2 separate regions of the Ovis aries genome follow, and region 2 is linked to region 1. The links are chromatin contacts, called in public Hi-C maps. All regions are on one chromosome and are shown on one strand. Each heading gives the region's core, a stretch centred on a gene start, on an enhancer-like site or on the middle of the called end of the contact. The rest is flanking DNA. Distances are from core to core; before and after follow the strand shown.

The links. Hi-C and Micro-C count contacts between places; a contact is called where the count stands out from the background.
Region 2: a Hi-C map of mixed tissues shows a contact between it and region 1, with 2.9 times the contacts expected there. The contact joins two enhancer-like sites. A contact is called at or near these places in 3 of 16 Hi-C or Micro-C datasets (hypothalamus, liver and mixed tissues).

The regions. Positions count from the first base shown.
Region 1 is chr5:7,597,658-7,600,462 of ARS-UI_Ramb_v3.0, reverse strand. It overlaps AKAP8 (A-kinase anchoring protein 8), which reads right to left. Exons shown (of 14, transcript XM_004008462.6): 2 at 2,456-2,494; 3 at 981-1,013; 4 at 176-452. Among named protein-coding and RNA genes, the nearest start is that of AKAP8, 4.1 kb to the right of the region's middle. Within about 2 kb of position 1,457, at least 8 of the 54 cell types and tissues checked have an H3K27ac peak or open chromatin away from gene starts, as enhancers often do.
Region 2 is chr5:7,690,362-7,693,248 of ARS-UI_Ramb_v3.0, reverse strand. BRD4 (bromodomain containing 4) reads right to left here. Exons shown (of 20, transcript XM_027979120.3): 5 at 2,743-2,887; 6 at 1,737-2,099; 7 at 329-457. Among named protein-coding and RNA genes, the nearest start is that of EPHX3, 28 kb to the left of the region's middle. Within about 2 kb of position 1,623, at least 11 of the 54 cell types and tissues checked have an H3K27ac peak or open chromatin away from gene starts, as enhancers often do.

The DNA.
Region 1 (2,805 bases), core at 208-2,707:
CCCAGGAAACCAGCAAGTCCTACCAAATGCCTCTGCCCCAATAAAGGCTCAACTTATCTGGCCTACACTGTGGAGGGAGCTAGGGAAGAGCCCTCCCAGGACGAGCAGGTGCCCACTCCCTCTATACAAAGCGGGGCACCCGGGACCCTCGGGAAGGGCTCAGGTCTATAATCACCTCTCCCGGTCCTGCATGCCCTCCCCACCGCTGCTGCTCCCGCCCCTTCCTCCTTCCTTGGACATCATGTCCAAACGCTGGTTGATCTTGGCGATGAGGGAGTCAGAACTGTCAGAGCATGGTTCTGGGCCGTAAGAAGCCATGTGCATGGCAGGGCCCCCAGGCGCCAGGCCGTCGCTGGCCTTGGTGGCCTCCCATGAGGCTGGGCCGTAGCTGTAAGTTGCTCCGGTGGTGACGCTGGTGTTCTGGGCACCATAGTAATTGTAGTTTTCATAACCTGATGGAGGGAGGAAGAGCTAAGTCAGATCTCAGCAGCTACAAGACCAGTCCCTGGGGGACAAGTCAGGCAAGGAGCACCCGCCGCCTATGGAGAAGAAAGAGGGTCCGGGGACCAAGGGCTGCTGCCACTGCCCCAGCACTGCACACGTCACCTGCCAACAGGTGGCAGGAGGGCACGGCCTCAACTCTGAGCGGTGGGTTTTCTATACCGAATCATAAGACTTGGTTCTCATCCAAAGCCAGAGAGCCCAGGAGCTGGCAGTTGGAAGACTGATGGACCCACCAAAGAGCAGACCACCACCACAACCCTCCCTACCCCCGACCTCCAGCAAGCTCCCTCGGAGGCCTGCCCCAGCCCTCCCCCGCTGCCCCCAGCCCTCCCCCATATCTCAGACCCAGTCTGCTGAGGCTTCAGGACAACCATGAGCACACCAAGGATGGGAGATGGGGGTCCCTGCACCCCAGCCCCTCGAGGTAGCTGGTCAGAGGCCTACTCACCCACCCACAGACCCCTAGAAGGGCGTACCTTGCCAGCTGGCCACACCAGTTCCATATGTACCTTAAATTAGAAGAAACAAAAACATACAAGATTTCGGTTTACAAAACGAAGGCATCTGAGACGTAGTTCCTCACCCCGACCCCAGCCTAGGCACTGAAGGACGGTCATCACCTCACTCCACTATCCACAGGGCCAGAGCTGGGGGTGGCTAGGTCAGTGTTGCAAGGAGGCACCCTTGGTTGCCCACTGAGGTCAGGAAAGGTGGGGTCCACTAGCTGTAAAACTCATTTCCTACAGAAATGCTCAGCTAAGCGTAACCAGGGCATCTCTCCTAAGGAAGCTGTCCTTTAGGGCAACAGAAAGGACACTACAGTCTTTTTCCGGGAAGCTCATCCAGCGTGGGCCAGCAGCGAAGAGGCTGCCAGGCCAGGCCCCCAGGCAGAGCTGTTCCAAAGTGCCAGTTTCACCAGGCGCCAGATCTAAGGCACCGCCAACAGCACGGAGTGCACTGGTGGAAAATCACGTCCCCAGCTCAACTGAACAGGGGACATCGTGTGCCTGGGCAACACACAAGGCCTCCTGCTGGGACACTAGGTGATGGGTGGAAAAGTGACTCAAAAGCAACCCTGCTGCCAGTGGTGCAAGGGCCAAGTTCCAGGCTCAGAAAACAAAGGAAACCTTCAACCAATCCCCTGGAACAAATGCTGGCAAAAAGCAGAAAACCTCGCCCACCAGAGAGTACATTCTAGTTCTTCAAACACACTAAGTACCAGGATGGGGACTCCTGAGCCGGGTCCATGGACGGGCCTAGGGCCAAATCCAGTCCACAGCCCTGTTTTTGTAGGGCCCACAAGCTGAGAATGGGTTTTATGTTTTTAAACGGTTGGGGAACAAACAAATAAAAAAAGTCAAAATAATACTTCATAGCATGCAAATTCTGACAAAAGACACATTTTCGTATCTGTCAAAACTCACAGAATTGTGCAACAGAGTAAAAACTAATGTAAACTATAGACCATACATTGTATGAACACTGGCTTATAAACTGTAACACATTCTGCTAACTATAATAATAAAGGAAATTGTGCCTGAGTCGAAGATAGACTGTGAGTGTGCATATGAAGTTCTATGTACTATCTGATCAATCCCATAAGCCTAAAACTACTGGAAAGTATTATTTATAAAAATCTTTGGTTATACCCTCGACTATTTACTTAAGATAGAACAAAAATTGTTAAAATAAAGACTGTTTGATGACATAATGGAAATCACATGGTATGCAAATTTCAGTGTCTTTATGTAAACATTATTGGCACACAGTCCTACCTACTTGTTTATAAACTGTCTATGGTGGCTTCTGCACTATAGAGACCATATAGCCTGCAAAGTAAAAAAATTTACTATCTGGCCCTTTACAAAAAAGGCTTCCTGGTTCCAGCTATGTTCATGCTAGTGCTGGGGGCGGGTAGCCCATGCCTCCCTGACAAGCAGGTCTCACTTACCCTGGGTGTTGGTAGGTCCAGCACTCCATGCCCCATAACCTGTGAACATATTTGTGAGTTACAGTCATACTTGTCACACCAGAGAACAAGTGCTTCTGAGGAGCATAAAGGAATCTCCTTGAAGGAGATGAGTGCCAGTCTTACAAGAAGGCAGCACAACCACAACAATGCCCCCCTAAAAGTCATCCCACAGCTGGCTTTTGCATTATCACACTCCACCTGCCTGAGGTCAAAGCAGAAAAAAGAGGAGGGGGATGGGCCTCTGCGCCAGTTTGGTCCATCGCTTGCTGAGGGACCTTGACCTAAGCCTCAACCCACAACTAAGGAAGACACAGGACTAGCTACCAGCT
Region 2 (2,887 bases), core at 374-2,873, 93 kb before region 1:
GCTGGGCCATGCACAGGATGCGCACGCTTCCGGCCAAGGGGAATCGGATGCAGGGGGTGGGGGTGGGGGGGGCGCTTTCAGTGGAACACCCCAAACCCAATATGCCCGAGACCAAAACCAACCGCCCTACCTTAATCAAAAAGGAAATAATCCCAATGTAAAATATATGTATTATTCTGACTTCAGTCCACTCTTCCAAAGCAACATGGCATTATACCAAAGCAAGAGACAAGTAAAGCCTGCTGAGGCCCCCAGAGGCCTGGCCCGCCCAGGACCCCAGCCTGCTCTGCTGCGGGGTGCCACGCCCGGAGCTGCCCCGGAGCCTCACCTGGAGCTTGCGGGCCATGGCCACCACCTCATGGTCAGGAGGGTTGTACTTGTAGCAGTTAGAGAACATCAATCGGACATCGGCACCAAATTCCTGAGCATCACGGTACTCACGGGCCTCCAGTTTAGACTGAAAAGACAGGACGGGTCCTGGTTAGTCACGGCTGCCCCTGCTCCAAGAAGGGCTGTCTGCAGGAGCAAGTCAACCTCTCAATGGCTCAGAGTTTAACACAGACCTCTGGGCTGCAGTCCATGGGGTCGCAAAGAGTCGCACACGACTGAGCGACTTCACTTTCACTTTCATGCACTGGAGAAGGAAATGGCAACCCACTCCATCGTTCTTGCCTGGAGAATCCCAGGGACGGCAGAGCCTGGTGGGCTGCCTGCCGTCTATGGGGTCGCACAGAATCGGACACAACTGAAGCGACTTAGCAGCAGTAGCAGTGGGGAGAAGTTATTTACCTCAGTCCTCAGCATCAGGTGGACACAGAGATACTTTAACAGCAAGTCTCAAGGCCAGGAAATGCCCTGCTAGCGTCTAACCCACTGTGCCTGGCAAGAGTACACAGGATCCATAGAGACAAAGCTTAAGCTACAACTGTAAAGAGAGTGCTGGGCCTAGTTCTGACCTGGCCTGTACTTGTCCTGTTGATGTCGGACAGGACATCAATCAAAAGCAACACAGCAATGTCCTCTGCTCTGCCCAAGTTTGGACAGGTTTACTCCACTCCCACATGGAAAAAATGCCAAAGGATTAAAATAAACAAAACCAAAAATGCCAAGAAAATGCCAGCACTTGGGACTTCCCTGGTGGTCTAGTGGCTCAGATTCAGAGCTCCCAATGTAGGGGGCCCTGGTTCAACCCCTGGTCAAGGAACTGGCTCCTGCATGCTGCAACTAAAGATCCCATGTGCTGCAACTAAGACCCAGCACAGCCAAAGAAAACACACACACACACGTTTAAAATATATATATTAAACATATATATAAATATATATTAACATATATTTAAATATAGATACAAACATATATATGTTTAAAACATATATATATATATAAACATACATATGTTTTAAATGCCAGCACTCATATGCCTCTTAAGGGCCTGTCAAAGTCACCACTCTCCAAACCCTCCTGGAGCGCCTGCCACGCGAGGGTGTCTATGGGCACTGGGCCTTGAGACCACAGAGGGCTAGCCTCAGATGGACGAAGGGGCAGCTCTGCTGTCCATGACCAGCAGGGTCCCAGGATCTTGGGGGCTGCAGCCCTCCACAACCCCCAGCAGGGGGCGCTGGGCCGCTTTGGGTTGGTGAGATTTAGACAGCTCCTGAGATTGGGCCCTCCTCCTGGACAAGCCTCAGAGGTGCTGGCCTTTCCTGTCCTACGGGGTCAGGGACACATCCACTCACCTTGATTGTGCTCATGTCCATGGGGTGCTTGATGATGTCACAGTAGTCATGCAAGCCCAGGGCCTCCACGTCCACGGGCTTGTAGAAGGGCCAGGCGTAGGCCGCGTGCTTCTTGGCGAACATCTCCTTAAGGATGCCGCTGCAGCACTTGAGCTGCTCTGAGACCTTGCTGCTCTTATCTGGCGCCGGGTGCTGCTGCGAATCAGGCACGTCCTTCTTCGGGGGTTTAACAGGCCGGCTGCTCTCCCGCCGGGGGCCCAGCTTGGCAGTCTTGGGCTCCGGGGGCAGTGAGGGCGGCTCATGAATGGGGTCGATGGTGGTAGGGGTGGTGGTATCTGCTTTCCTCTTAACCCCTTTCTTTGTCTGCCAAGAGCACAGGCGCGACAGGTATGGTCAGAGGCAGCAGCTGGCACAGCAGGCCCTCAGGGTCACTCCTGAAGCCAAGTCCTTTCTAGGGTCTCAATTCTCACAGGGAACAGGGCCCAAAGGTGAAGGACTGAACACAGGGAGACTCTGTCCCACCACTCTGTTCTGCAGCTGGGACAGGACCCAGTGGCAGGAGAAAGCACATAACCGAGTGTGGGATCTGCTCACCAGAGGCCAAAGGGACTTCTGCAAGCAATTTCCTACAGGCCAGGGACCTCTCCCAGAGCCCACCCCTGTCACTGGCCACCCACAGAAGGCACACTCAGAGGCTACTTAAGACAGCGTCTGCAAACACACAGTCTAAATTAGAACCGGGAAGGGGGTGGCAACCACCTGGGAGGCGTTACTCAATTATGGGATCTCTGGGTCAGCAGCTTTGGGGCTGTGCTGATTTAAACACAGCTTGATGTCCCCTCGAAATACCCACAAGTGCCCTGGGAACCAGAAGCATTGGCAAGGATGAGTGACTGTCTCCTATAAGCCTCACTGCAACTGGGGGAGTGGGAAGGCAGTCCTTTTAGCTGACGGGGCGGAAGCTACAGAGTGACCAGGCTGGGCCACACATACACAGGACACTCACCTTCACAGGCTGTGGGGTGGCTGCAATGATGGGCGGGTGGCTCTGCACGGGCTGGGGGGCTGGTGCAGGTGGGGGCAGCGGCTGGGGGGGCACTGGCGGGGGCGTCTGCAGCGGCTGGGCAGGTACCACTGTCATGACAGGGGTC